Linked DNA regions of Mus musculus: region 2 is linked to region 1. The links are chromatin contacts, called in public promoter capture Hi-C maps. All regions are on one chromosome and are shown on one strand. Each heading gives the region's core, a stretch centred on a gene start, on an enhancer-like site or on the middle of the called end of the contact. The rest is flanking DNA. Distances are from core to core; before and after follow the strand shown.

What was found. Promoter capture Hi-C pulls out the DNA fragments that hold promoters and counts their contacts.
Region 2: a contact with region 1 is called in a promoter capture Hi-C map of liver. The contact joins the promoter of Alox12 here to the promoter of Gucy2e in region 1. A contact is called at or near these places in 2 of 39 promoter capture datasets (liver and neutrophils).

The regions. Positions count from the first base shown.
Region 1 is chr11:69,233,301-69,240,957 of GRCm38.p6, forward strand. Gucy2e (guanylate cyclase 2e) reads right to left here and starts at 3,722. Exons shown (of 19, transcript NM_008192.3): 1 at 3,646-3,722; 2 at 2,616-3,354; 3 at 2,218-2,522. The coding sequence starts at 3,345. It overlaps Gm23194 (a small nuclear RNA gene), which reads left to right and starts at 7,299; the gene lies at 7,299-7,403.
Region 2 is chr11:70,250,889-70,258,545 of GRCm38.p6, forward strand. Alox12 (arachidonate 12-lipoxygenase) reads right to left here and starts at 4,482. Exons shown (of 14, transcript NM_007440.5): 1 at 4,250-4,482; 2 at 3,521-3,722; 3 at 2,359-2,440; 4 at 2,123-2,245; 5 at 1,907-2,010; 6 at 1,510-1,670; 7 at 562-705. The coding sequence starts at 4,384. It overlaps Gm40191 (a long non-coding RNA gene), which reads left to right. Exons shown (of 3, transcript XR_879979.3): 2 at 253-357.

The sequences.
Region 1 (7,657 bases), core at 2,472-4,971:
ATTTTATTCATCTAACGGCTTTCCCCACTATCCTTTGGTCGTCTTTTTGTGGTTTAGTTTATTGAGTCATGGTCTTCCAAAATTGCTCAGGTTGACCTCAAAACCACTCTGTAGCCTAGGCAGATGGTGGCCTGCCCTGCCTTCCTTCTCTATCTTTTTCATCCTCTCTTTCTTTCTGTCTCCTACACACATACACACACACACACACACACACACACACACACACACACACACACACTTTCTTTGGGTCATGTAGCCCAGGCAGATGTATGACCTTGAACTTCTGATCCTCCTATTTCCAGGTGGAAACTCTGTAGACAGAGCTCCCTCCCCAGCCAGATACTGAGTGTCTTGATTCTCCTGCTTCAGCCATTTAAATAGCTAGCATTACTGGCTCGAATGATCAGTTCTAGCTTGATTATCAGTGTTTCTTCCATTCCCATTCCAAAGAGGTTTTTTTTTTTACCATTAGTACCCTCTCCTCTCTACTATCCTCAGTTCCTATTCATGGAGTGACAGACACCAGGGAACACCAGTGACACAGAGGTGTATGAGACAGCCTGTCACTGTGGACAAACTTTAGTGTAGGGGGAAAAGGGCAAGAATGTTAAGGGAGTGTGATACATGGGGGTAGAGGGAATCGAGGAAGCTTTAGAAATGAGGAAGAAGAGGTAGAAGGTTCCAGAAGGCGTGATCATCACCCAGGTATTAATCAGAATTCTCCAGGGGGTGGGGGGTGGTAGGAGAGAGAAAAAAGAGAACACGCTTAAGAACCTAAAGTCTGGCTGGAGTTCATGGAAGACGAAAGAGAAAGGAAGACTCAAGACCTACTAGACCATGTGGAGAGACCTCCATCTATACAGAGTAATGAAGGCTCCCAACTCAGGATGCCATCCAGATGCTCCCAGGAGGCCTTGAACCAGGCATGCAAACTGTAGAGCACCCCATTTCTGAAACCTGCTGTACTGATTGACAGAGAGAGCCTGGGTCGGGTGAGCATTTTGAGATTCTGGACTTGGGTCCAGAAGTGTTGTGCCCTGAGTCAGGGCAGTGTCAGTGAGGAAGGGGAGTATGAGTGGATTCGAACAACCTTCAGAAGTCAAGGTAATAGGGCTTCACGCCTGGGTTCGTGGGGTCCAGGAGGGGAATCGGGTCTCCAGCATGGTCAGCTGGCTGTGCCCTTCATGACAGCTAATGGAAGTACCTCTGCTCCTCCCATTTCTCCATGACTGACAGATTCTCTGTCCCATCTTACCCTTACTTTATTAATTATTCCCAAGCTTTCTTCTCCTCTACCCCAAATACCTTCTTGGAGAAGGCTAGAGGCATTGGTGGGGAATAGTCCAGTATGACTCTCCACCCCACACCCCACCTTCTTTCAGTGGTGGTCCCTCTTGACTCTGGGTGTGGCTACTTATTTATTTTGGGAAATTGAACCTAAGGCCTTGCCCAAGCCTGGGCAAGTAGCCTACCCAAGCCTGGGCAAGTTCCCTACCCACGTGCTGCATACAACCATCTCTTGACTTTTTAAGACAAGCCCATGGTAAACCAGAGTTTACTCTGTAGCTCAGGAAGAGCCTGAGCTTTCCACCCTCCTGCCTCAGCCTATTGTATATGGGGGATTACAAACCCATATCACTAAGCCTGGCATGAATATGACTCTCTTGATTGCTAATTTTCTTCCTACTGATATCTAGCTTCCCTTCTACCTCAGTAGCTTCTAGACTCCCTTTGTGACTGGGATGGTATTGGATAGTCTGAATTTGGATCCTAGAGACTCAAGAAATTCTGATTACTACTTGGATGTTGGAAATTTATCTTTGGAGCCCCCATCTCCACCTAGGGATCTTTCTTTCACATTAGGGCCCTCACAAAGTTAAGAACACTGTTGTGACGCTGGGCAGTGGTGGCGCATGCCTTTAATCCCAGCACTTTGGGAGGCAGAGGCTAAGCCAAACCAGAGCTTCTACAACACCCAGGAAACTCCAGCTCAGATGCCGCTACAGTTTACGCCCCATTGACTCCACCCTCCCCTTGCCCATTGGCTCCACCCTCCCCTTGCCCATGGCTCCACCCTCCCCTTGCCCATTGGCTCCACCCTCTCCTTGCCCATTGGCTACACCTTCCTCTTCCCTCTAGTTCCATCCTTCTCTCCTTGTCTGTTCTCAGCTCACTTCCCTGGCTCTCCTCCCTCTTCTCTTTTTGTAATCTATCTACCTGCTTCAGGTTGAGGTCAAGGGGCAGTTCCTGGTGTTCTTGAGCCCTGCGCAGGCTGTCTTGCACGCTGCCTCCAGGAGGACAGCGGCGCGTGAGTGTGAGCACCGCATCGTGAGCCCTGCGGAGCTGGGAGCTGTTGACAAATGCAGCCAGAGCCTCCGGGCCTGGAGACAAAGCGTAGTGAAGCGTGTCGAAGGGCAGGAAAACCAGGGAGCCATCAGTCAGAGCCAGTTCTTCTGCAGCTTCCAGTAGGTAGCGCTGCTCCTCGCCGCCCAGCAGCACCGAGTGCATCACCATGATCACTACTGCGGAGCGGACGGACACAGAGGCTGGCTCGCTACGCTGTCCACTCTCGGCAGGACCCACCCACCTTGCCCGCACTCTACTGGGGAGCTTACCTCTAACTCTAGGCCCATCTCGGATCCTCCCGAGGGCCTCCCGGGCTCCAGACCGGTCTGAAGTCTCCATGGAAGTCACTAGGGCAACTGGCAAACCCCGGGCCCTGAGTGCTGTGGACAGAGCGCGTCCCGCCTCCACCCACAGGTCTTGGGGTGCAGTGATCAGGGCCACGCGCGCCCAGCGGAATGCTCTAAGGAGGACGTAGAGAGCATCTGCAGCGGGGGTCACCGCCGGGGCTGTAGTACCCGCCGCCCGCGTGCCAGGGCAGCCCCAGGGCACCAGCGCTACTCCAGCTTCTTGAGCCAACAGTTCGGCTGGCCGACAGGCTGCGGGGTTCACCGGACCCACCAGGCCAGAGACTCGAGACAGCGCAGAGGACACAGCCCCTAGTGAGCCCGGAGTCAGGCAGGGCTCTGGGAGCAGCGCAACCTCGAACCGGGGGCCGCCGTCTAAAGCAAAGTCACGATTCAGGCGGTTGGCGGCCAGACGCGCAGCCAGGTCTGGTCGGGCCCGTGCAAAGATGGGGTCGCAAGCCCAGGGGCCCAGCACCCCCACTTTGAACACAGCAGAGAGGGCAGAAGGAGATGGGAGCAGTAGCAGTAGCAGGAGTCCCGGTAGCCCAGGCCTTGGCCAGCGCAGGACCCGCGAGAAACTGGACGGAGACTGCCGCGCAGGGACACAGAACCCGGCGCCGGGAAGCCCTCCGGCTGGCAGGAGCCAAGCGCTCATTGCCTTCTTCTGTGAACACAGAGCGAACAAGATAAGAGTTGAGGGCCCTCAGCACTCACTCCCGTAAGGTTCTCCCCTCAAGCCTGTTTCTCAAATTCCGCCCAACCCCCTAGGGTGTCTTGGCTTCCAGGACCCTAGATGGCAGCCCAGCTCATCGCCCCAAGGTCTTTTTGGTTTAGCCTGTTTGTACTTAGATTGTTTATCCTCCCTTCCTCTTCAGCAGTCTTGGGGGTTCAGTGGGGAATACTCCCACGCCTTCATACAGGACCGAAGTTCCTGTGTGGGTCATTCATTACTTACCGGAAAGTCCGGGGCTAGGGCTTGGCTAAGGGGTCACAGGATCGATGCCCCTTCGGTCTCCCCTGGCAGCCCAGCCCAGGGCGGGGGGTGTGGGAACAGCCCGCTGCAGCCCTTAATCCCTCCAAGCCGATTAGGATCTTTTAATCAAGCAGAACAGGGCGGGCTGATGGAGGTTGAGAGTCTCTACAGCTCCTCTGTAGAGTGGGGTCTGCCCTGCTTCTAGACAGCCACAGTTGCTTTAACTAATCATACAGGGAGAGAAAGCGAATCTGGACTGTACCTCACACCGCGCACGAATTCAACGTCAGACTTACATATGAAAATAAAATGTTTATCTTTTTCAGCTGTCTCTTCAAAAAGGGAATCAGATAAGAATCATCTGTGGGGCCGGGCGTGGTGGCGCACGCCTTTAATCCCAGCACTTGGGAGGCAGAGGCAGGCGGATTTCTGAGTTCGAGGCCAGCCTGGTCTACAGAGTGAGTTCCAGGACAGCCAGGGCTACACAGAGAAACCCCGTCTCAGAAAAGAATCATCTGTGGGAAGGAGGAGAGATAAAGGTTCAATGGTTAGGAGCGTTTGCTGCTTTCTTCGGAGGACCCAGGTTCATTTCCCAGCACCCACATGATGGCTCACAATCATCTGTAACTCCAATTCCAGAGGATCCAGTGCTAGCTTCTGAGAGAAAGCACCTGGTGGTGCACTGTCTGTACATACAGACAAAGATAAATAAGATAATAGAGTTAATTTTAAAAATCATCCGTGGACACTAAAGCTAGGGGGAAATTTTGAAGAACATCATAGATGTTAAGTTTTTCACAATTATAAACTGTCACTCCATCTATTGTTCATAGGTTGATAGACAGCAAACATATAATTGCTGCAATTTTAACTGTAAAAAAAATATTTATAGCAGAGTGTAATAGCCTTTGTTCCCAGCACAAGGGAAGCAGAGGCAGGTGGATGGATCTCTATGAGTTCGAAGTCAGCCAAGTATACCTAGAGACTTCCAGGACAGCCAAGGCTACACATAGACCCTGTCTCAAAAAAAAAATTATTTTCTACATATGTATGGGTGCCTGAGTATATGTATGTATGTATGTATGTATGTATGTATGTGTGCACCACATGTGTGCAATGGCCGATGGAGGTCAGAAGAGGCATCAGAATGCTGGAGTTACACACAGTTGTGAGCCACACCTGTGTGCTGAGAGCCAGCCAATAAGTAAGGTCTGGACCTGTTGACTGGTCTCTCCAGGCTTGGGACTGCTGCAGCCACTCCGTACCCCCTTGCTCTGAGGTATTCTATCTACAGGCACAGGACATTCATTTACCCCTTCAGTGGTTAGTTTTGATTAAATTGTTATCTTTCATCTCCTGCATAATTTCTCTCTTCCCTCCCTCCCTCTCTCCTGCCTTCCAACTCATATGCAAGCTTTAGGGAAAAACTTTAAACAAGTAGAATTACAAAAATTCCACAAGAAGCTGGGCGTGGTGGCGCACGCCTTTAATTCCAGCACTTGGAAGGCAGAGGCAGGTGGATTTCTGAGTTCGAGGCCAGCCTGGTCTACAACGTGAGTTCCAGGACAGCCAGGGCTATACAGAGAAACCCTGTCTCAAAAAAAAAAATCTACAAGAATATCAGCATCAATCAGGCACAATGGGAGCCTGTAACCTTGGTACTCAGGAAGTGGAGCTAAGAGGGTGGTGACTTTGAGGCCAGTCTGGTTACATAGTGAAGTCATGTCTTGGAACAAAACAAACAAAAGAACACCTTCGAGATGGCTCGTGAAGAATGACATGTGTGGCAGAGATGCTGGCTTCCACATGCACGTGCGTACACATACACTCACACACACTCACAGAGAGAGAGAGAGACAGAGACAGAGAGAGAGAGACAGAGAGGACAAATTTGGACTGTGAGTGGACAATTTGATAAGTTATTACTGTACATTTGTGAAATGAATAACTGTACTACAGTTATACTAAGGAACACCTCCTCCCATGGTGGTGCACATCTTTAATCCCAGCAGTTTAATCCCAGGAAAAGGCAGGCAGATGTCTGTGAGTTCAAGACTAGCCTGGGATACATAGTGAGTCCCTAGACAGTCAAGCTACAGAGTGAGACCCTGTCTCAAAACAAACAAACAAACAAACAAACAAACACCAAAAACAGAAGTCCCGAGTGATAAGAAATGTAAATGAAAGGATTTCGTGAGAAAGCACCATGAGGTATGTAACTTACCCTCAATATTTCACAATAGGTGATGTATTTTACATGACATATAAGCATGTTGCATATGTTAGATATTTCAAACAATGAAGAAAATGCTCACAGTGAGTAGATCTGGGGGTTATAGATAGCTCGGCGGATGGTGCTTGCTATGCAGACATGAGTTTGGATTTCACACATGAAAACAGACAGCCATAGCATCATGCTTCTCTAGTCCAGTGCTGGGATCGCAGAGGGGCGCGGGGTCTGTGGCTCCTGCCCCTGAGCTGACGCAGTGAACTCCAGGTTTCCTGAGAGACTGAATGGTGGGTTATGGTGTTTTCAGTCAAACCTGACCAGCTGAATCTGATTCCTGGAACCCATACGATAGAAGGAGAGAATTAACTCCAGCAAGTTATCTTCTGACACACCACACACACACACATACTCACACACATACATACAAACATACACATATACATACAAACACACACATACACATATACACATACACACTCACACACATATTCATATCACATACAAGCACATACAGATACTCACAAATACACATACACACATACACACACATACATACATACAAACATACACATGTATTCACATCACATACAAACACACTCACACACATACTCACAAATACACACATACTCACAAATACACATACACACACATATACACACACATACACACATATACACACAGACATACACACATATCCACATACATACATATATATATATATACACACACACACACAAACACACATATACATACCACACACACATATATGCACACAAAACCACATATACACACATTTACACACACACTGTGGTATACTTATACTCACAAAAATCAATACATAAGTGTAATAAAAAATAAATATGACAGAGTTAGAAAGACAGCTCAGGGGGCTGGAGAGATGGCTCAGCAGTTAAGAGTGCCAGCTGCTCTTCTGATGGTCCTGAGTTCAAGTCCCAGCAACCACATGATGGCTTACAACCATCCACAATGAGACCTGATGACCTTTTCTGGGGTGTCTGAAGATAGCTACAGTGTACTTACACATAATAAATAAATAAATCTTAAGAAAAAAAGAAAGAAAGAAAGAGAGAGAGAGAGAGAGAGAGAGAGAGAGAGAGAGAGAAAGAAAGAAAGAAAGAAAGAAAGAAAGAAAGAAAGAAAGAAAGGCTCAGAACACTTACTGCCTTCCAGAGGACCCAAGTTTGATTAATTATACACAGTGTGTGTGTAAATGTGTGTGTGTATATGGTTTTGTGTGCATATATGTGTGTGTATGGTGTGTATATGTGCTTTTGTGTGTGTGTATATATATGTATGTATCTGTGTGTGGATATGTGTGTGTATGTCTGTGTGTCTGTGTATGTTTTCATCTATAATATAAAATAAGAAAATAAAATTTAACAACAGCACAGTGGTGCAGCTTATTACTAAAATTGGAAAAACACAGAGAGGATCAGCGCAGCCTCTTTGCAAGGATAACACACACATTCACAACACTTCTATGATTCTATCTCCTAGAGATGTCGGAGAGGCTGTACCCATCAGGTCTCCTCAACACTGCCTAACGAGATCTGAGCAATGACGCTAATGGCCATTCTAACACAGAAGGGGCCAAGCTTGAGGGTCTCATCTCAACACAAAGAACTACGGGGAATGCTAAGAACAGGAGCAAAGGTCATCCTCAGAAGACTCCAATTCACTATCCAATAGCAAGCAGTCAGCCCGGAGGTCATATACACACAGGTAGCATCATATGGGCTGAGA
Region 2 (7,657 bases), core at 3,232-5,731, 1.0 Mb after region 1:
TGTCATAGATCCCACTTCAGATACACTGAACAAGAAAGTCTTGGGGTAGGACTTAACAAACTCCCTTCCCCGTTCTGCCCCACCCAGGGCCTTGTGCGCGCTAGGTAAGTGCTGTGCACCGAGCTATACCCTCAGTGCAGGAACCTGTGTTTGTGACAAGCACTCGAGGTGACTCAGAAGCGCACTAACATCTGAGAGCTGCTGCTGCTGGGATGTGGACTCAAGAGGCTGTTTGGGTTTTGTTTGTTTTAGGATCTTACTATGTCACTCGGGCTGGCCTGAAACTTCTCATGTATCCTTGGGTAATGGCAGCCTTGAACTCAAGATCCTCCTGTCTCCAGAGTGTTGGGATTACAGGTATGCACCACTACACCCTGCTGCTTCTGCAACTCACGAATAAGCACTTTGATTTGGGTGAATGAGTGGGGACCGGACTGTGAAATGAGGGCTAGGTCTCAGGAGAGATAGGGCCTGCAAGCCAAGCACCCAGAAATTGGGTTTCTTGTAGAGGTTTAAGTAACAGAGAACAGCAACAGGACTGAGATACCTAGGGAGCCTTACCTGGATAGCCATGGGTAGCAGCTTCCCACCGGGGTCCATCCTCAGCATGACAAGAGGGGCAGCCAGGTACTGTGGTTCTCCTCGGATCACATTAGCTGGAATTCCATCCAGCAGGATAAAGTCAGCTTCAAACAGGGATCCATTCTGGAGAAAGGAATGCATCCATCTCAGGGTTCAAAGTTCACGCACAGAAGGGCCAAGAGGTAAGGTGTTTACGGACATTGATTTCTTTCACCGTCCTTCCTTTTGGCAGAGCTATTGTACCTGGTTGGTCCAGTTCTTCTAATCTTAAATCAAAACAAAACCAAACCCAGCCTGATGAGATATCTTGTGTGGGGATACATGTAGATCTGGGTACAGAATAGGCCTGCTCAATCCAGTTTGCATCACAGCACTATCAACGGGACTCAGTGTCCAGATGATCAGTCCCTCGTCTTATCCTCCCTAAGTGGTCTCTCTGCTCTCGGCTTCCACCACCTCAGCAGTCCCTCATCAGCTCTATGAGAATCTCACCTACCCTGAGGGATATTCCATCGAGCTCCCGGAGCCGCCACGGCCACTGGTACAGTGTGCACAGGGTTACCCTTCCGGTAGCTATTTCCCAGAAAAGCTCCTCTATCTCCCTGCACCATGACACAGGCTTCCCTTTTCATCTGCCAAGGTCACTGAAGTCCACAAGAAAACCTCAGCAAGAATGTCATTGTTCCAGCTAACGTCTCTGGAGCCAGCCTGTGCCCTGGAAATCCATCCTCTTTCCCCCATTCATACAGGAATTCCTTGTAAGCTTTTACATGATGGTGGTGCCGTTTTTCAGGGCTTTTTCTTACTAGAGCATGCACCCAGGGATGCCTCCTTTTCCCTCATCACTTGAGGTCGCTGTCTCAGCCTCACGAGGTCTTACACACTAGTAACAAGAGAGCAATGCCGGACAGAGCAGGAGGAAGGTACCTTGAGTTCTTTCTCCAACTGAGCTTGAAGCTCCTCCATCCCAGAGGGCAGTACCAGTCTGGAGGGCAGAGAGGTGGAGCGTCTCAAAAGCATGGGGTTGGCGCCATTGAGGAACTGGTAGCCAAAGAGTTCATCTTCCTGCCAACACTGGTGAACCTTCTCTGGGGTGGGGTGGGGGAGCACAGAAAGGACAAGGGACACAGGTTAGATGTTTCTGTTCTTCACATTGAACCTAAGGAACTTAGACTATCCTACGCTCAGCCCAGGTTTATTTTTGTCATTTTTGAGGCCTCTGTGAGAATATCAGGCACATTACATCTTAATTTGGCAAGGACCCATGGGGACCATGGATTGTAATGAAAAGGGGCCACTAGGGGGTTATGGGGAAACCACTGACCGGCCAAGGCACTCTTCTGGCCCCAGAAGATCTGATCAAAGTCTTCCAGATGGTTCCAGCTTCTCAGGAGGGTATAAACACGTTTGAGGCCCATTTCCAGAACCCTAGGATAGGTGTTAAGACATGAGCCCATCACCTGACCCTCAGCTCCTCACTGTCCACCTCCATTCGTGGATCTCCCAGACCCCATCCCATGAGCGTCCACCCTCTCCTTACCCCGCCTTCAACGTCCATTCAAAGTCCAGTCTCTTCTCCTCATGGAATCTCATATTTGGAGGAAGGTCATCCTTACAGTCCGCTGCTATTGTCTGAGGTAAGCCTTCTTTCCAGGTGGCCCAGCTACAAGTTGGGGACAACACTTCAGAGAGAGTGTTGAGATCAGTGATGGGTGCAGGGCAGGGAGAGGGAGGGGTGGGGGGGGCAGTTGGGAGGCCTCTAGGGAAAATGGTTACCAGTAGGTCTGTTGTCTTTCCTTCAGTTCCTTTTCTCGATACTTCTGGAAGACATCTAAGGCATTGTCTCCTGCCAGGCGGGCTGGGGAAAGTTACAATTAGCTACATGTTGTCTGGTTCTGAGCACTCTTCTGCTTGTCACCTACTCTCTCTTTGTAGCCAGAGTCTATGTTTTCTGCTGGGCTCCTTTGTCTTTATCTCCGGAGTTGCCTTGACTGATCCCTGAACACATTCATCGGGTTCTTGCTGGTTTGAGCTCACATTTCACTTCCTTCAGCCCACAATTTTCTCTTCCAGACCAGAATCCCATATCCTCCATGCTTTCCTGTTTCTTAAGCTCACAATCTCCTAATCTATTTCATCAATATCTAAAGTGGGGGTGGGGTGAGGGGAGAATCACGCTAATTAAGGTGATGAAATGTGGTGTCACCAACACCACACCTATAGCTACTTGTTGCTTTGGCTAATCTCACACCTTAAATTTCATCTGTTCACGTTCAGCGGTACTTTCATTTCCTGGCTTCGCCTCTGGAGCTGATCACTCTACAGCTACTGACTTGTCCTGGGTGCCGCCTCAGTGAAATCCACCTGTCTCCAAGTGTTCCCGCCCTTACCACCCTGGCTTTCACTTGCCTCTGCACTTCTCTTTCTCTGGTTTCCCATGGTAAAAATGTGAAGTTTTACGGGCTCTTTCGCATGCCTCCTCCTGCCAGGTGGTCCCCACCATCCAATCAAATCAGCCGACCAGCGGCCCTTCCTCGCGGCCCCGTTGCTCATTGGCCACCAGCTCTTGTTCTCTGAGCCCCTCACCTGTCCCTCTCCCCACGGGTTCCGAATCACAGTACTACTGTTTTCTTTACTTCTCCATTTGTGTCCCCGGCTCCATGACCTTCTTTCTATCTAGGAAAACAGAGTCTCCAGATCTCTTACTTCCCTCTTTAATTCATTTGCAACATCACTTATCCTGGGAAACACTTGGGGAATTCATAACTTCTCATTTCCTCACTTGCGCCCTAGAAACTCACTGTTCCGTTTCTGCCCACCCTTTCTCCAAGTTCTTTCCCTCTCCTCCTCTTTAGCCCTATTCCTCCACACCCTCGCCGCCAGCACTGCCCTTTCCCTCTTCGTCCACTCCCCCAGGGTAGGATGCTGCCCCGCTCACCTGTCCCCTCCGGGAGGCTCAGGATTCCCTCTCCCTGCACCCAGCGGTAGCAGGGAAACACGGCCTCTGCACTTGTCCCCGGCCCCTGAACTGTGATGAGGTTGCAGAACCAGGCGTCATCCACAACTGTGTGCTGTTTGTGCAGTTTCACAAACTGCAGTGGCCCCAAGTCCTCGGGAACGTCGAAGTCAAACTCCTCCTCCTGCGGGGACCACACTTAATAGAAGGGATTGGGAGAAGCCTTTCGGTGGCCGAGCCTCCCCTTTGTGGAGCCTCAGCTTACCGCAGCCGTCAAAGAACACACCTCGCCCCTGCTCTCCTTCCCTCTTCCACCCCTAACCTGTCTGGCGGGTCTAAGATGTCCCATTTCTGAGGGAAGACCAGCGTCTACAGCGCGCTGACCAGAGATTTGAGCAGATGATGACGATCATCGCCTGTCTCATCCCGTTCACTGAGCTCCCACCACACCGGAACTTGGAGGAGCTTCGACTGACCTCAAGTCCTGTATTTAAATCGGCTCTGGGGCTAAGAATGCAGGACTCAGAGGGCTGCCTGGGCTGGGGTGTGGGAAAGGAGACCACCCGGGGCCCGTAGTTGACATCACTCCCGGTGTCCCACCTCTACAAATCTCCATCGCGGTCTTACTGTCACAGACCCTAGTCTCCTGTCCCTTGCCATCCTCCTACTCTCTGCTTGGACAGTAGAGGGCCCCAGTTCTTGCTCACTGACCTTGCCCCGCGCTGGCCGCAGTTGCAGCTCCAGTTTCGCCTCCCGGTGCTCCCCAACCAGCCACAAACGCACTAGGTTGAGGGATCCGGAGAAGAGCCAGGCCCCAGTGACCACACGGACGCGGTAGCGGCCCATGGCTCCCTCTGGCCTCTCAGGAGGCGATCCAAGTTAAGTTCAATTCGAAGACCGCCCAGGGCCACCGTCGCCTCGGGGCCAGGTCCAAAACTTTAAAAAGATGGATCTGTGTCCCCGCCCTCACAACTCCTAGGCACTCCCAAGTCCCCGCCCCAGACTAGTCTGAACCTGCTAGCCCAGCCCAAGAACAGGCTTTGGGAAAGGGGTGTGCGTTTGGATCAGCTACAGTGGGAGCTAAGGAGGCCCTTCCCAAGGTCTCTGGGCTTTTAGGAGAACTTGCAAAGGGGTTGAAACCATTTTTCAAACGGAGGGAAAAGAAGTGTCTTTTCTGGGCTGAGAGGAATGCCTATAGCAGGTGAGCCTGGGAGGGCCTGGGGGATGCCCAGCTGCTAAAACCATCTGTGGTCCCCAAACACCCCCAGTCCCTGCTCTGTACTGCTTTTGAAGTCACCCCTTCAGTAAACCCCCAGGGATTCCCAGGCTGCCTTGAGCCTGAAAAGACAGCGTTTCCAGACTTAGAACCCCACCCCTGCCTTCTCCCCCACCCTCATGGTCTCCCACTCACCTGAACATAAGACTTTACGATTTCTTTTCCTTCCTTCCTTCCTTCCTTCCTTCCTTCCTTCCTTCCTTCCTTCTTTTCTCTCTTTCTCTCTTTAAAAAAAAAAGATTTACTTATTTTATGTATGTAAATACACTGTCACTGTCTTAGACACACCAGTAGAGGGCATCAGATCCCATTACAGATGGTTGTGAGCCACCATGTGGTTGCTGGGAACTGAACTCAGGACCTCTGGAAGAACAGTAAGCCCTTTTAACCGCTGAGCCATCTCTCCAGCTCCGACTTTAAGATTTCAAATACACAAAAGTGTCATGGGCCACGCATCTTGAGGGAGGCCAAGGACAGTGAATGATTTTGTCCAACCTCCTCCAGATCTCGGATGCAGAGTACCAGTCTGGGTAGGAGGGTGCAGTATAGAATCAGTTACAGTCCAGTGGGTGGGTTTCACGAGTTTATTTCTTCCAGGTAAGGAGAGTGAGCCTTTCTTTAGTGGAGCCCAGGTTGGATTTTCTTCCCAAGTTATCTCCTGGCCTTGGGTCTCAGAAAAGTAAAGTCATGAGCAGCGGTGAGAATGACACTTGGTTAGGGACCTTGTGAATAGTGGGAAACTTGTTCAGGACTCAGATTTTGTCACATGTACATGTCCCTAACTAGGTTCCTGTAAACTAAGATGTTCTAGTTTGGTGGCTAGGCCAGGGCCAGGAGGATCTGTTTTCTGGACCTAGGATGCTGCTGCTTGCAGGAAGGAAAAGTCTGAGACTTTCCAGGTCACACCTTCAGGCCTCCAAACCCTGGGCATGTCAGGTCCTTCGTGGGTTACTATTGCACACTCTCCAGGCCCATTCCTGCCTAGAAGTTCTGTGCTCTGGATTGGGTGTCTGTCAAGTGACAGCTCCCCCTCCTTTCAATGTTCCGGCGTCACTCTTTTCTCTACATCCCCTTGGTTCTCCACAGCAGGCCGTGGCCCTCTCCTCGTGCATTTTCGTGGGCCGTGTTTTGCCTTCTCAAGAGTTTGGTTTGTATCAACTAGATGATTCCTTAAGGTTACGTGTGTGTGTGTGTGTGTGTGTGTGTGTGTGTGACAGAGAGAGAGAGAGAGAGAGAGAGAGAGAGAGAATGAGAACACTAAGAAAAAGAACTGAACTTCTACACGAGCTTAATGACATGATGTGTTCAGACACTTAGACGCTTAGCACAATGTTTGACACAGAGCCCTCTGTGTATTAACTTATTATTATTCATGATGAAATATCATGAGTCCCTTTCCCATTTCTTACCACCTACTACTTCTTCAGTTTCTACCAGGATGTTCACTTCCAAGACCTGCTTCCCTCTTGCTTTTGTTTTTGTTTTTTGTTTTTGTTTTTCGAGACAGGGTTTCTCTGTGTAGCCCTGGCTGTCCTGAAACTCACTTTATAGACCAGGCTGGCCTCAAACTCAGAAATCCACCTGCCTCTGCCTCCCAAGTGCTGGGATTAAAGGCGTGCGCCACCACCGCCCAGCTTTTTGTTTTTTTGGTTTTTTGCACTTTTCAGTTTTTAAGCCCATGTAGTATATTGAGAAGATACATTTAATTCCTAATTGTTTTCTGTAGTGTTGAGTATTGAACTCAGGCCTAACATATTTCTGTCTCTGAGGAACTTGTATCAATCTGCAAACCTATACAAGCCTTGGGCCAGCTTCATTACTTGGAAACAGATATGAATTTACTTGTTTTCTGACACATGCTCTCAGATCTCTCTCTCTCTCTCTCTCTCTCTCTCTCTCTCTCTCTCTCTCTCTCTCTCTCTCTCTCATATCTGTCTATCCATCCATCTATCTGAATGAAAGAATTTTTACTATGTAGGCCAGGCTGGCTTAGAACTCACAGAGATGCCTCTGCCTCCTCTGCCTCTGCCTCTGCCTCTGCCTCTGCCTCTGCCTCTGCCTCTGCCTCTGCCTCTGCCTCTGCCTCTGCCTCTGCCTCTGCCTCTGCCTCCTCTGCCCAGTGCTGAGACTAAAGGCATGCACCACCATGCTCAGCTCCTTTCCTTACTCTTTAATACCGAGAATTCAACATCACATTTTAAATCTGTCCTCTGACTGCTCTCCTCTACGGCACAAGAAGGAACAGTGCCTTCCCTTTGTCTAGAACCTTCAAAGCTAACCTCTCTTGGTCCAGACTCCAGTGCCTGCTGTCTGTGCCAGAAGCCAACTCCCACTCTCTCGTGACCTGTCTCTGCAACTTTTAACTTCTGGATCAAAGCTTTTCCCGCTGGGTTATACCCCGGGGATGTGGGCGAGCACGGCGACCCTTGCACTACTCCATAGCCAAGATGTTTCTTAAGACGTTTTCTAAACGTAACAATTCCATCCCTTTTCCTTCTCCCGTGCCAAACGCCTTGCCTTGCAGTCACTTTCTTTGTCTTTTTTTCTTTTCTTTTTGGATGATGTTTCTACTGTCTTTGCTGCGCTGCTTAGAGCTTGTGTATGACACAGGGCTATAATATAAGTTTCTTGAGGCATTTACTCATAAGAAATTACCATTACATTATTAGCCATGTAATTTTAAGTGTGTGATGATAGGACATGATTTCAAGGCAGATAATGTAACATTCACTTTTTTAATTAGTAAGTTGGATACAACACCTGTTTCCACTTGCAGGAAGGCCAGGACTTTCCTCTCGGAGTGTGGTCCTTGCTATCTGGTGTTTTCTGATGTGACAGGAGGA